2 separate regions of the Canis lupus genome follow, and region 1 is linked to region 2. Evidence: chromatin contacts called from public Hi-C data. All regions are on one chromosome and are shown on one strand. The core of a region is the stretch at or near the end of the contact, and the rest is flanking DNA. Distances in the headings are between cores, read along the strand shown. Region 1 holds the start of PCM1 (pericentriolar material 1 protein). Region 2 overlaps FGL1 (fibrinogen-like protein 1).

Region 1 (7,664 bases), core at 2,191-4,690, 40 kb after region 2:
CAGTTTCTGCTCTCACTGTACTTAAATCCTGTGGATATAGAACACAGAACACATTAAAGAGATAAATGAGATAGCCCAAAATGTTCTACTGTAAGCACCCCCTGATCATAAAAATGCTATTTTACACAACAATCAGAAAGCAACTCTTTGACTTGATTTATCCTGCTACATTAGGCCAGACCTTAATTACTTCATGCCAGTTGCCACCTGTTCTCCTTGTCTCTGCTCTCCCTAGCCTGTTCTAAACATTGCTACTAGATTAAAGTCTTAAAATAACTACTTCATTATATCATTGCTTCTTTCAAAGACTCCATGTGATTTTACACTATCTATAGAACAAAGTCCAATCTCTTCAGATCACCATTTAAGATTTTCTAGAGTTTGTATAAATAGATAGAAACCTGTTCATCAGTTCTTTCTTTTCTCCCTGTCCCCCCATAGGAATCCTCTGCTTCATATAGTCTCATTTCTGCTTTATCCATCACTAATTCTGGATGAAATATATGTCTGAAGCGTGCTTTCCATTTAGGCCTCCTCTCCCATGTTTAATACATATATCAAGTTGTTCTTAAATGTGGAAAACTGAGAGGTAGTTTCAACATGTATCTCTGAGAGACCACTATATTCCCCATCTACATTTCCACCTGTTGCTCCTAATTTCATCCTATGCAGAAATCCTGAAGCCATCATTATCTTTGAAGCAATGCATCAATACTTTTTCTCTGAATTCCTACAGCACTTACTATCGTATCATTTATTGGCGATATTCATACATTACTAATACTAAATTGATTCTTTTGTATAAGGTTTGTTTTCTGAATGTTAAGGTTTTGGAGATCTGGAATAATTATATAGTTTTTCATGTTTTTTTCTTTCCCTTGTTCTCTGCTAAGATCAGTATGCTCATATTTGAGTTTGAGGATCTCTCTTTAACGTAAAAATTTCTCAGACTCCTCCCCCTGCTAAACAGACATAATAGTATTGACATTTTTTTTAGAGACCATGAATTTTGAAAGCATAATGACCATATTGACTTAAATAATATTTTTAATCATTTGAATTGTTTTAATGACAATAGCCTCTACATATTTAAAAATAATAGGTATATATAAACAAAAAGATGATTACGGTGATGATAATAAAGATAGCTAATATTTTGAGGCCTTACCACATATTAACTTTTTCCATTCATTCTCTTATTTAATCAAAAAAGTCCCCCCCCCCCAATCCCTCCAAGTTTAGTAGACCCCAGTATAACCTAGACTCTACCACTTGGAGCTGTCAGAATTTTGGTTATTTATTTAACCTTTTGTTTCTAAAATAGAACAAATGTGAAATCAATCTCTTCAGGAGAGTCAGGAGAATTAAGAAAATCACAACAGATAAAATGCTTAATTTGTGCCTTCTATCAAATACTACTTAAAAAAATCCCTGCAAGGTAGGCAATATTATTGTTCCCTCCCCTTTATTTTATAGAGCGGGCAGTTGAAACTCAGAAAGGTTCAGAAACTTGCCCAAGATCTCAGAGCTATCTAGTGGTGTAATTAGAATGGGGCATAGGGCACCCTGTGCTTTGGATTCTCATAGCACTTTGTTTTCTTACAAAACAGAATTTATTTACATCACATCCTACTTCTCCATCATTCTTTAAAATATTAGCCTTCAAGGGCAGGGACTATGAATTCGTCACCTAATCATCAACGTTAGACACACAGAAATGTACTCAAAAACATAAGACAGTGACAAAGATCATTGCGATGACTTTGAACCTGAATATAGTCTCAGAAAGAGTTTAATTTACCTGAATTATGTATCGAGATAACAGTTCTACTACTACTCGGCTTCTTTGAACAACTTCTGTTGGGGATTGAGAACAATTTGTTGTTGGAACCTAAATGCCCATTATTCATTCATTCTACTCTTTGCTTAAGCTCATCTCACAAACTGTCTGAAATATAGAATGCCCTCGCACTCAGGTAAAATTGGAAGTGTTTTAACTTTTCAGGTAAGTACACGAAAGGCCTTAAAAGTCATTACCCCCGCCCCCCCTTTTTTTGGCGTGTTAGGAGTGTTAGAAGGGAAACAGCAGGCCCCCAAATGGAACGTGTATGCTAAACCCCACCTCAACCAACTCAGCCTTAATATCTGACCTAAATGCAGTTTCAACACCCCAGTAAACGTAACCTTTAGTCAGAATTACTTGGCCATCAGTAGGTCAGTAATCCACCTGGCAGGGCTTTCCTTTTCACTTAGGAAGGCAACCTTGCCAGAATCAATGCATTCTTTGCTAGTAATTTCCTTTTTTCCATTCTTTGCTAATAATTTCCTTTTTTCCACCCCCAATCTGCCCTTACAAACATTCCCGTTTCTACAGCTGCAGGATCTCCCTATTTGCTAGATGGAACGCTGCTTAATTCCTAATTCGTCCAATAAAGCCAGTTGGATCTTAGCATTCACTCGGTTGAATTTTTCTTTCTTTTTAAATTAGAGAATCTGTCAATATATCGTTCTTGATAGAGCTACTGCCGAGGTGGGGAGCATAAATAAAAAGAGAATTCAGACTTAGTTTTAAGAGAAAATTCCCCAATACTAAATTTTGATTAAAACCATCTGGTTCTTCCAATTTTTCCTTATTTTTTTTTTTTAAACGAGAAAAATCTGTCCATATACCGTTCTTGATAGAGCTACTGCCGAGGTGGGAGCATAAATAAAAAGAGAATTCAGAGACTTAGTTTTAAGAGAAAATTCCCCAATACTAAATTTTGATTAAAATCATCTGGTTCTTCCAAAGGAAAAAAAGGAAGACATTAATCCAAGGTGGTGTTCATCCTTAACATTTAGGATTCTCCCCGAGTAGCTAGCTATCTGGTTAATTGGTTTACCCAATTAGCTTCCCATTATCAACGGCCACTGTGTACAATCAGGACTAGTTCGTTGCTAAAGGGCCTTCTGGTTTTCGTCTCTTCGTAACCCGGATGTGGGTGGGCAAGAAACAGAAGACGGACTTCGGTCTTTCTCCCCGCCCTGCAGCGGGATCCGGAGCTGACAGCCAGCCACACAGAAACCCAGAACGAGCCTCCGTTTTTTCCAGCTGAGGAGGAGGCTCGAACTCCCTTTCCGCACAGGTCGCCGAGCAGCGCCCGCAGGTCCACAGCATGCCGGGATTTGTAGTTCTCCCTCTCGCGATGGACGCGCGGACGCCGATAAACCAGGGTCGAGTTGGCCTTCTGGGATATGTAGTCTCCGGTCGTTCCTCTGCGTCAGCGGCGCCGGGCTCAAAGCGCCCCCGAGGTGACACCACAGGCTCGGGCGGTCACGTGACTCCGGGCTAGCGCGTCGGTCGCACTGCGGCTCCTGCGCGGCCGAGTTCTCGCCCCCGCGCGGCCGTTGCCGAGGCGACGGCGCAGTCTCCCGGCGCGCGGCCCCCTCTGCAGTGCCCCCCCCCGCCCCTCTTCTCCCACCACAATGAGATCTAAGATGGCGGTGGCTGCGGCGGTTGGCGCCGAGTAGCTGAGGTGGAGAAGGCGGCCATTGGGCCCTAGGCAGCCGGGGAACTTGTGGGCGCTCCTTGCTGCGGTCTCTAAGGTGGCGGGTCGTGGGGCCTGACCGCTACTCTACCTTCGGCAGGAGCGGCGGCTTCGTTTACAGGTAATGCTGCGCGTCCCCGGCCCTTGGCAACGGAGGGCGGCGCGGCGCAGGGGCGGGAGAGCAGCGGCTCCTGGACGCGCGACCCTGTGGGGCCCCGCGCCTGGGTCTTCTTGCTTCCGGCGTCACGTCCCCTGGGCAGGCGGTCGGGCCGGAGGACGTGGGCTCGGCCTGGGCGGGCACCGGGGGACGCGTTGGTGGCTGCAGAGCCCCCGGCCGTGCCTCCCCGCCCCTCATTTTCTGGCCCCGAGGAGGAGGCCGCCCTGGGGCTCGGGCGCCGGGGCTCTAGTTGGGGTCCCAGAGCGGCCGCGGCCGACGTGACCGCGCCCCGCCCCCAACCCCACTCCCAGACTCCCTTGGGGGGGCCCGTCGGCGTCCGGATTTTGGGGTGCAGAAGGCCGGGTGAGGAGCGCCGCCGCTTCTGCGTTGCGCCGTGAGCCGCGCGGGGTTTGCCGTCTCGGGGATCCTCCGAGCAGAAGAGCGGGACGGCGGGGTGGGAGTAGGGGCCTGGGGCGGGGGGGGGAGGCGCCCCCGACTGGGCCAAGAGGTGCTTCATGCGGCGAGCGGGAGTAGTCGAGCTGTGTGTCCTGCAGGACCGGTGAGAAGGGGCCGAGGGTCGGGGAACGTAAACGCCGGAGTGGGGATTCGGGAAGCTTTGCTTGCTCTGCAGAAACTGGCGTTTGGGGATTGGAGAACTGGCCCTGCCAGGGAGGCGGGTCGCCCAAACTTTTCGTCCTGCGGCCCACTCCGGAGGACCTCGCCTCGTCGGATATTTTTCTTTTTTTTATTTTTTTTTATTTTTTTTCTTTTTGGCGGGTTTTGAGGTCCGTGTCGTGCGCCCTATGAGGAACGGAGGGTAGTTTGGCGCTGGGAGCAGCGGGCTCGCTGGGCCCCCTGCGGCCCCCGCCCCACTACTGCCCTCCAGACTCCGCCCTCTGGTATTCTCTGGTTACTGGAGTGGGTGCCCTAGGGCTTCTGGTGCACCTGCTCTTTTCTTTTCAGTCTCACCTTCTCGGTGAGCGTCCTGGAAACCGTTGTAAGACGGAGGGTCTAAACTGAAGGCAGTAAGCCTTGTGTGTCTCCAGTGACAAAGTTGTTTTCTTGTAGGGTAGCTTTCAAGGAAAGAAACTTTATTATTATTGGATATACAAAGTTCTTGAATGGTTGGGAGTGGCAGAAAGTTCATGACAACAGGAGCAGTCAACTTTGGCATGGCTCTTTTCAGGATAATTAGAGTTAACCGTTTTTACCACATCCCAGAGTAGCTATTAACGTATCCCTTTGTTGGGTAGAATCTTAGAAGTATGGATAATTTAAACGTTTACGTAGATCACGTGGTTTTTTCACAAGCACTAACGTAACCAGTCTAAAATATTGATAAGTTGGATTTTTCCTTTTCTGTTCATTTTTCTAGACATTTTAGGTTGTAAGTATAGTTAGTGTTTGTTATTCTATACTCCATAGTATAAGTAAATTTACTAAAGTGGTTTTTTTGTTTGTTTTTTTTAAATCACAAGCAGGCAACAGCTTTGAAGCCTGAAGCAGGGAAGGAGCCATTTCTGAAGTAGTTTAAAACTAGTTTTTAAACAGGTAATTTGACATTATCTATGTTACTGTTTTTTGTTTGATAGTTGGAGACTTTAAAATGGAGACTGCTATCAACATACCAGTGCGTGGTTGAGGACCCACTCACTGTATTTAGTAAACAGACCAGGGGTTGCTGCCCTGTGTGCATTGCTTTTTGGCATGCCACTTTGGTCTGCTTTCATACTTTTGCTAGAAAAGAGCCATGTCATTCCTAATTATTAAATACTGGAAAAATTTAAGCAATGCCTTTTGAAATGTCTTTCTTTCCAGAATTTTTTCAGGTCGTTCGAGTTTAGATTTGTCCTATGACAGCTATTGGATTGCCTCTTTTTACAAATCTATGTAATTTTAAGTCCTTTTCTACAACTTTTCTATTAGTTGATTTTAGAAATTTTTATTTACAGATTACTTCTTGAACTTGTTACATCCACTTTTGATTTAAGTTTTGCTTTTTTTTCTTTTAGGTGTCTAGAATTAAAGTTTTTATGCACAGTGCATTATCAAATGCTGGTTATGTACAGATACTCTCTGACCAGCAAAAAATGTCCATGTAAGTTCAGAGGGAAGTTAAGTAGTTATTTGCCAAGGGCAGCTGAGAAATTAAATGATTCATGGATGAGGATCAGAAGAAATTTTTGTTAAATGTTTAAGAAGTAATTGCTCTTTTAAGAAGTGTCAGAGTCTGAATTTAAGTCCACTGTTGAAATTTTAAGATAACCCATTTTCAAAATATAATCTAATATATCTTTGCTTTCCAGGAAAGCAGATAAGTCCTTTGTTCCTTTATGAACTAAGCTAACGTGAGAAAGTACAGATTGGCAGTTGATTTATCTCTTTATTACAGTTTTCAGTATTTTTTTTTAATTGGAAGACTAACAGGACAAGAAAAATAGAACTCAGGGAAGGTCAAATGTTTGCGTATTAGAGTTCTTGATACAGCAGGCATTTAGTAAAATAAAAAGAATTATAAAACCAGTTATAAATAATTATTTTTTGACACATTATGAAAGATGTATGAGATGGAATAAAAATATAGGGCAATTATGTTAACTCACTTTAGAAGGCCTTGATTTTCTCATTAGAGGATTTGACCATTTGTAAAAGAGACAAGTTTATTTGACACTTGGGAAAAATAGAAATCACACTAGGGGATTCATTTAGAAGCCAACAGAGTACATTGTAATACATTCATCTTACAAATTTAATTGAGTGCCTACAGTGGGTGACTTAATGACTGTAAAGTACTGGAGATATGGTAGTGAGCAAAACAGGCAAGGTGCCTTATCGAATAAATCTACGTTTTGAAAGTGTTCATTTGTGTGTGTGCAGTATGATATAGTGTACCTTAATAGTGAACATAGCCAATGACATTTTATAACTATTTTTCTGCTCTCTGACAGTTTGCAAGTAGAAGCAAAGAGCAGGTAGTGGGGTTTATCCAGAATTGAATTGATAGGACGGTTAAATCAGTGAGGAAGTCAAGGATGTTTGCAAGGCATTTTTGGAATGACTTACTTGGGCTTGTGTATGGGGTTGAGTAAAGAAGCAAGGGATTAATGGGTTTCTGGAAGGAAGAATGACCAAGGGACTGGAAGTTTGCAGCAGGGCCAAGAGCAGGTTCAGGGAGAATGACCAAGTAAGAAAGTGAAATGCTAGGACTTAACAATCAGAAGGAAGGATTTCAGAACTTCAGGACCTTGAACAAATTGCCAGTCCAGAGTGAAAACTGTATTGGAATAGAGAAGATGAGATAGACATTAGATCTCAATTTACAGTCTTAGAAAAATCAGGAAAGTAGGAAATGACATGGAGGATGAAACCACGAGCCAGTTGTTACCAAGAAAAGTGCAAGACTGTCTTGGAGAGGATAGTAGGAAGTGGTACCCAAGGTAGGGGGGTGAGATTTTGATGACTAATTTGTTCAGAAGAGGAAGATGAAGCATTAGTTAAATAAGAATGGTAAATGTGATCCTTGTGAATCTGAGGGACTAGGAAGAGCAGAACTCCTTTTAGAAAGGATTTCCTGCTGAGGAAATAGTGATTTTAGAGGGATTTGGAATTATATTGAACCTAAAGAAATAGGAGGAACGTTGGGGGACAGATGGGGGATGTATGGAAGTTTGTAATGCTCTAGTGGAAGGGGATAATAGGAAGCTGTTACCAGTGAGTATGGGACTGGCAGTGAAGACTGAGATTCCAGGTTAATGGCGATAGCAGGGCCTGCAGATTTATTTGGGTGTTATATGTAACCCATGACAAGGAAGTGATAGACTTTGAATATAAGTTGTAGGGAGGGAGATGTCTTAGCAAGCAGAATTTAATTCACCTCATTGTTCTCACTTCTCTGAGCACGTGTATATTTTGTTGATGTGAAATGTTCTACACAGAATAACTATACCATGAGATAGACCTGATGCAATAATTAGTACATA
Region 2 (7,684 bases), core at 3,923-6,422:
TCAAGGGGGATAGATAAAAAGAGGCATGAACAGGTCCTGGAAACAAGCTCAGGGCTGTTTGGGCAGGGAATGCTGGATTGGCTGTTACTGAGTGTGGGAGGAGTGTGGGCTTCTGTTGGCGGTGGCACTCTAGCCCCCAGACTCTTCCTCCCCTGGAGCTCTCTAATGTGGAATTCTGGAAGAAACCCCTCTAATCTTATCGAAAGGCAGGAGAGCTTATATGAACCAAGACTGTGAAGTGGATGAGAACAGTAAGGCAGGCTAAGTTAACTCTCCTAAAATATACTTTACATTGTAGGAGAGATACGAAGTCTCAGTCTCAATGTTTCAGGTAACCATCTAAATATCTTTATGGTCAATAACTAAATCAAAATGCAATTACAGACCATTCCTAAATTCATTTTATTGCAAACACTTCCAGTCAAAACTTATGTAATGGGGATAAGGCTATTTTCAGAGGAAATTCACTAGCCTTAAGTGCTCTCACAATTAAAGAATGCAGGGACAAAGCATGGGTTTTCCTTGGGATGATGTGATATGTGGTTGTGAAGCCTGGAACTGATAAATACATTTTTGCTGTCATGAGAGTAGGAGACTGAACACCAATTAAAACATAAAGGGGAAGCAGATGTGTTGGCAAAGTACATCTGGGTGAATAAGCATTTAACAATAATTTGAAAAAAAATAATAATTTGACAAATAATTTTGAACTTTGTGTATTTAGAAAGAGCCAAGTGTTACTTCTTAGAGTTTTCATAGTTTCAGTAAGAAACCAGATAACTATTAATGTGTCCCAAAAAAAGCAGGTATGATAAGTGTTATATATCTATCATAAAGCACTCAAAACTATGAAAATAAATACATTGAAGGAAGGGATATCTTATATAAATTTAGAGAGCATTGATCACAAGAAGGACAAGCAAAGAAAGTTCTCAGGATTCTAAGATTATCTATTCTCTCTGTCTATTATTCTGGTGTCTCAAAGATCCCTATAATTATAATCCTACTTATGAATTATGAATATAGAAATACCAATAACTTTCCTTAACTTGGATGAAACAAGCAAACTCTTGCTTTTATGTTTAATGCATTGCCAGTATGATATAGCATACTTTCTTGAGCAATACAATTGCCTTTTATAAAACATTCTGCATCAGACCTCAGTGGGGCTGCCTATGATCTTGGCTTTACACTTGAGACAAGGAAGGCAATGGGCTGGAGTAAATTTTGATCATGGGAAAGAGAAACTTAGAAAATTCATCAAACTAATGATATTTTAGGCAAATACTGAACCCTAACAGAAGATACCCATGCAGTACATAAGACAAGGGGAATCATACAGATGTCTTCAATTTGAAATGTGTCAATAAAATAAAACCGCTTGATGGATGGCTAGATATGTGATTAAAATAATAAAAACACTAAAATGTTAGTGTAGAATCTAGGTCGTAGGTTGAATCTTTTGTCAATTTTGCTGTATCTTCGAAATTTTTCAAAATAAAAGCTGAAGGGGATAGAGACAAGAAGATTTCTTATGGTGTTTTTTGCAAAAACAGCCTCAATGACCTAAATGTTGGCCTCAACCTTTGCAATGCCACTTTGTAACTCCTTCCATCAAGTCTGTTTCCCTTTTTTGATTTGTTTTGTTTTGTTTTGTTTCCCATTAAATTGCGCTGCTCCTGTGACTTGCTTTTACCAGAAGAAGGCAGTAAAAATGATCATGTGCCGGTTCTAAGGCTAGGTCTCAAGAAACTTCGGTACTTGAACTCTCTCTTTTTTGGAACACTGCCTGCAGTACAAGAACAGGTCCAGGCAAGCTACCTGGAAGGTGAGAGACGGTAAAGAGCAGAGCTCAGTGGTTCCATCTGAGACCCACTATAATAGCCAGCCTCCAGCAGACCAGGACATGGGTCACAGACCCATGAGCACGCCCAGCCAAGATCGGCAGCACGCAGCCTTGATGAGCAACACCGCCCAGCCAACTTGTACATTTGTGAGCAATAATAAATGTTTGTGACTTTAAGCCAATAAATCTTGAAGTGGTTTGTTACATACTATTATTGTGACAGTAGATAGCTGACCCAAGTATAATTTGAGGAACTTGAAGCATTAAAAAAAAAAAAAAAAAAAAAAAAGATGATGACATTATATTTCCTTTCTGGAAATAGAAAATAAATATATGAGAAATCTCCCATTCCAGTCCAGATCTAGTTTTCTTTGCTTCTGGTCCTAGTTTTAAGTGACCACAGTTTATAAGGGGGATTATTGCCCAGAAGGGATCGTGGCCATCTGCAAAACACAGCAGTTACTGAATTGGTTCTGTTGCCTATGGTTTAGTGAAAACATTTTAGTGTTGTTTCTTTTTAATCGTACTTCAAGTGAATTTGGTAACAGGCAAACCTTACCTTGCGTGGTCAGTAAGTGAAGATTTTTGTTACCCAACCAATATTCACCATTTTCCTGAACAAAATTTCCAAAGCCATTTTCATAGTCATCCCAGCCCCTAAAAAAATTTAAAGTAAAAGCTGATTTTAGCAAAACCCGAAAGGACCTTTGGAGTAACCCAGGTACCCACCCCTCCTAACTACTGCTCACAACCCCCAACATTTTCTTGATTACTAAATGAACTTTCAGTCTCTTACTTAGAGAGTGAAATTCTAATTATAGACCTCAGGATATAATAAAAAGGCTTAGTTTCTAATCTCACACATGCTACTCCAAATAAATCCTTATGTCATAATTAGCACACCTGTTAAAATTCTCACTGCCATCAGATCGTCTCTGAATTACAGTCCATCCTCCTCCATCAGACATGTCACAGTAAACGGAGAATATTGCTGGGCTCTGGAGAGGTTTGATTTTGTAAAATCCACTGCGCTTATACCCATCATTAAAAATCTCTGAACAGTCTGTTTGCAAAACAAAGTAATGTAACATTTGTTATGTGTCTTTTTTCACCCCCATGGGAGCCTCTGGATAAGATTACCTCAATACTAATGGAGACAGATAAACACATGGTATAGATAATCAGCTTTTTAAAATTGCATCTTGGATGTCTTCCAGTAGATATTAGGCAAGTCTCATTTCCTTTCCTAGTATTTAATGATCATCTGACTCCTTGACATGATCACAAAAATAAAATAGGGATTTGATTTCTTATTTCTGATTTTTGTGGAAAATAATGAAAAAATTATATATATTCAGTTAATTACAGTATATTTAAGTGGAGCTTATAGCTTTATCTGACAGGATAACAGAACTGATCACTCCTATGATGCTGAAATGGAAGTAGAAATAAAACCTCAAACAATTTAATATGGGTTATCTTGACTTCAAGCATTATAAATCATTCTGAACATCTGGAGATGAATTCAAAATAGTAATCTTCTTGTTAGAGTCTTATAACCTCCCAGGCTCAACCTCCCAGGCTAACCCACTGAAATTTCTAACAGTCCATGCATTCTTAGATGTTTTTGCTAAAAACTGCAAGTTTCCACTCTTCCTTTTATCCCTGTATTCTTCTTTGCCATGATAGTTCTTTGACTATTGAAGCAAGCATTAGATACCAATTTGTTATCAAAAAGTAATATGAATTTCTTAAATTGCTTGAGGGTAGGATAAATTAATTGCCCCTGGGTCTCATCTAGGCAGATACATACACATTTAGAGAATATGGCGAGAGAATGGACTTCACCATTGTTTCGATGCCTAGGAAGCTATGTTTACAGGTTGGTTGAAGTTGTGGTCGCATTAAGAGATGGTCTCAGATGGTTACAGACTTTTGAGTAAAAATACTATAGCTTAACACTATAGCTAACTTTCACTCTTTACCCTTATCATTTTGTTAATTTCCTTCTTTTTTTAAAAAAAAAAATTTCTGTTCCTGATTGGATAATTCTATTCTGTTAGCATATTTTAAAGTTCTATCTTCATTTTCACTGTTTTGATGCCAAACTGTCTACAACTCTATTTTGTTACAAATAAAATATACTGCACATTAAATTGGTGAATAGGCAATATGAATTAAAAGAGAAAGGAAAATAAACTTAGTCACTTCCAAAAGCCCTCACCAGGGACACCTGGGTGGCTCAGTTGTTGAGGGTATGCCTTCCGCTCAGGGCCTGATCCTGGGGTCCTGGGATCGAGTTCCACCCTGGCTGCCTCCCCCCCCCCCCCCCCCCCACCCAGGGAGCCTGCTTCTCCCTCTACCTATGTCTCTGCTGCTCCCTCTGTGTCTCTCATGAATGAATAAATAAAATCTTGGAAAAAAAAAAAAAAGCCCTCACCAGCTTGAGACCAATCATATACTACTGCTTTGGTGAGATGTTCATCTTTGTAATGATTTAGGCTTTATTTGTGTATTTATTTCTGAGTTTCAGAAGCTCATTCTTTATGTGTGCTAGATTCTTAAAAAAAAATCCTTTTTTGGCAATTAAACAAGAAGAAAAACATTACCTAAAATTGGTTCAGTGTTGTTCAAAAGCTTACATTTTGTGGTCAAGTAAATTGTACAACACTTTTCATTAAAATAAGCAGATTTTAACCTTGTTAAGAAAGGAGCTCTTTGCTTACATATAATCTCCTACCAAAGAGCTGAATAGTAAAGACTCCAAAGATTCAAACTATTTTCCAGGCAAATATGGAAATGATTAGCTATAACTTTTTCCTCTGGAAAACTTTGTGAAAATAGCATTTGCAGCCAATATTTTCTATTTGTTTCTATTTTATGCCAACTGCAAGTTTGTTTGTGTTTAAAAATTTTTTTTTCCTTCTTCCCAGAGGAAAAAACCAAACACAACTTAAATCCAGAGGAAAGCTTTCAACTTAAAAAAAAGGGGGGGGGATAAACACAAAAATACCCATCAAGTGAAAAAACATAAAAAAAAAAAAAAAACAAAAAAACCCCACCAGTATTAAAATTGCTCATAAGAAATAAGTTAGAAACAAGGAACCTGCCTTGGGGAAATGTGACTTGCACTGTGATAGCAGGAAGGTCAAGCAATGTAGGCTGTGAAACATTAACTAGGTATTTAAAACTATGATTTTCAAAATCTTTCGACCCACTCAACTCTCTGAAGAATAATAGGCAGGCAAAGGCAGGGTTACAAAGCTCTGTGTTCATAGGAGTTCAAAAAAACAAAAAGGGAGTTTTGGGCACTTACATAATACTAGACTGAGGCCAAGATTTCCTGCCCTCTGACAAACACTGCACTAAACTGGACGAGGTGAATACTTTCTCTGATCATGCAGAAAGCAAGACATGCTGGAAGGCTAAACATTTAAGCTTCACAAAGTGACATGACAGCCTGCCAAATGGACTTCCCTCTTGTCCCGGGATGGTGGCTGAGCTCAAAGCTGAGAACCAAAGACACAGTGTACCCCACATTCTAAACTCAAAGAAAGGCCAATGTGAGCTCAGCAGCCACTCAGGGGCATGCTGGGAAATGCTAGAGCTAGCCCTGCTATAGTCATTCTCACCCCCCAGGTGACATTAAGAAGGAAACTTAAAGGAAGAAAGGATCTTGCTTCTTTGGAGAGGGCATGATTCTTGAGGGATAGGGAGTGTGGGCTCTCTCCTGTGAAAACAAGGGAGAGAGTACACAATGCAGATAGATGGCTGACTTTCATGGGGCGGTTCTTTTGTACTAACTGCTATTGTAATCATGTTACATGTGGTAACTCTTAATCTTTACAATAAAGAAGCATTCTTAAAATTCCACTTTACAGATGGGGAATATGAGGGCCATAAAGGTTAAGTAACTTGCTCAAAGGCTACAGCTAGCAAGATGGGCAGCTGCAATTTGAAACCAGACTTCAATGATTCTACCATAGATGAAGAATATTACACAGACCTAGTGACTTCTGGGTTTTCTTTTTTTAAATGTGATATCCAAAGCCAGAAAATGACTATCATCTATCTTATTATATGTGTTATAATTTTATAAGACAAACACACATACACACACTATAATGGTTTGTCTAGACCCTATTCTTGGGATTCTTCGATCCTACTCCTGCTTATATAGTCAGTGCCTCCTCTGACCTTAACCACTACACGTACTGCCTCAAGAGATTTGTCTCATAAAGACTGAGGGCCCTGCAGAAGGGGATCTGGTTAAACCAGTGATCTTGTTGGTTGAATAGATATGATGCCACAGGCTGTTGTGATGGTCACCAATTAATGTGACTGTACCACTATTATCTTTTAATTTATATACATAATTCAATAGCAGCCAAAAGCTTCAACAAAAGATGCATTTAATTATATGTTGTATAAAAATCACATGATTTGTGCATTATTTGTACAAATTGCTAAGTTGTATGCAACCAGGTGTTTTCTACCATGAGATGAATTAGAATTCAGAAAACAAATTAGTACTAATACGGCAACTTGTAAATAAAAACAAAGAAACTCATATTTTGACAGATGGTATACATGAAAATTTAATTTTTTTAATTTAAGGGAGCCAAAAACAAACTTTGGTAGCAAGTTCTTATATATCTTATACAATATTACATATATTATGTTAAATATATTTTTAGTATTTATGGTTGTTATATATTTCATTTATCCAGGGTTTGCCCTTGGCAGGCTCTCCAGTACTATGTGCCTATATGCTAAAAGATAAAGCCAAATTATAATTTATTCCTCCTTTTCCCTCATGATTCTACTGTATATGAAGAATATTACACAGATCTACTAACTTCTGGGTTCTTAAAAAAATGTTTTATCCTGGGATGCCTGGGTGGCTAAGCAGGTGAGCATCTGACTTTGGCTCAGGTCATGATCCCAGGGTCTTGGGATCAAGTCCCGCATCAGGCTTCCTGCGGGGAGCCTGCTTCTCCTTCTGCCTATATCTCTGGCTCTCCCTCTGTGTCTCTCATGAATAAATAAATAAGACCTTTAAAAAAATGTTATATCCAAAACCAGAAAATGTCTATCTAATTACATGCATTGTAACATTATAAGACATACACACACTATAATGGTTTGTCTGGACCCTGTCCATGTGTTCTTCCATCCAACTCCTGCTTATACAGTCTTCCACTGACCGTGGCATTTCCATTTCCTAGTAACTAATTTGTGCTTTATTCCTTGGTGACTTCTCGTTTCCCAAGGACTCCACGCAGCGCTCCTGACACAAGGATTGGAGTTTTAACTCGTAAACCTCATTCTTCCCATGACTGGTTGCACAGTACTAGTAACAATCATCCAATCACCTGCCTCCTGGCATGATGGGACACTTGAACACTTGAATCTGTGTTCACAACCTGCTCAGATTATATTTGAGTAGATACCCTGGGTTTTGAGCTTAGTTTGGAATTTGGAATAATGGGAACTTCCCTTCCACCCGTCAGTTCTTTGCCCTTGAGATTAGCTGTGTACCACTTTTGGAATCATATAAGGCTCCAGTAGCATTGGGTTGGGTTCTTCGGAACCCTCTGTCCTTGCCTTGCAGGTGGCTGCCTCTTGCTGCATCCTCATACAGTCTTTCCTCTGTGCACCAGTGTCCCTGGTGTCTCCTCTTACATGGATACTAGTCAGATTGGTGGGACCCATCCTAATGGCCTTATTTTAACTTAGTCTCTTCTTTTAAGTCTCTGTCTCCAGATGCAGTCATATTCTTAGGCATTAGTGGTTAGAACTTCAACATATGAATAGGGAGTGGGGCACAACTCAGCC

The links. Hi-C and Micro-C count contacts between places; a contact is called where the count stands out from the background.
Region 1: a Hi-C map of liver shows a contact between it and region 2, with 2.6 times the contacts expected there. The contact joins the promoter of PCM1 here to the enhancer-like site in region 2. A contact is called at or near these places in 2 of 9 Hi-C or Micro-C datasets (amygdala and liver).

What each region holds. Positions count from the first base shown.
Region 1 is chr16:42,099,038-42,106,701 of UU_Cfam_GSD_1.0, forward strand. PCM1 (pericentriolar material 1 protein) reads left to right here and starts at 3,441. Exons shown (of 43, transcript XM_038560292.1): 1 at 3,441-3,648; 2 at 5,166-5,235.
Region 2 is chr16:42,056,964-42,064,647 of UU_Cfam_GSD_1.0, forward strand. FGL1 (fibrinogen-like protein 1) reads right to left here. Exons shown (of 8, transcript XM_038560275.1): 4 at 2,750-2,909; 5 at 2,406-2,503. Among named protein-coding and RNA genes, the nearest start is that of FGL1, 20 kb to the right of the region's middle. Within about 2 kb of position 5,173, at least 4 of the 20 cell types and tissues checked have an H3K27ac peak or open chromatin away from gene starts, as enhancers often do. A contact at or near this core is called in liver, where this site is marked.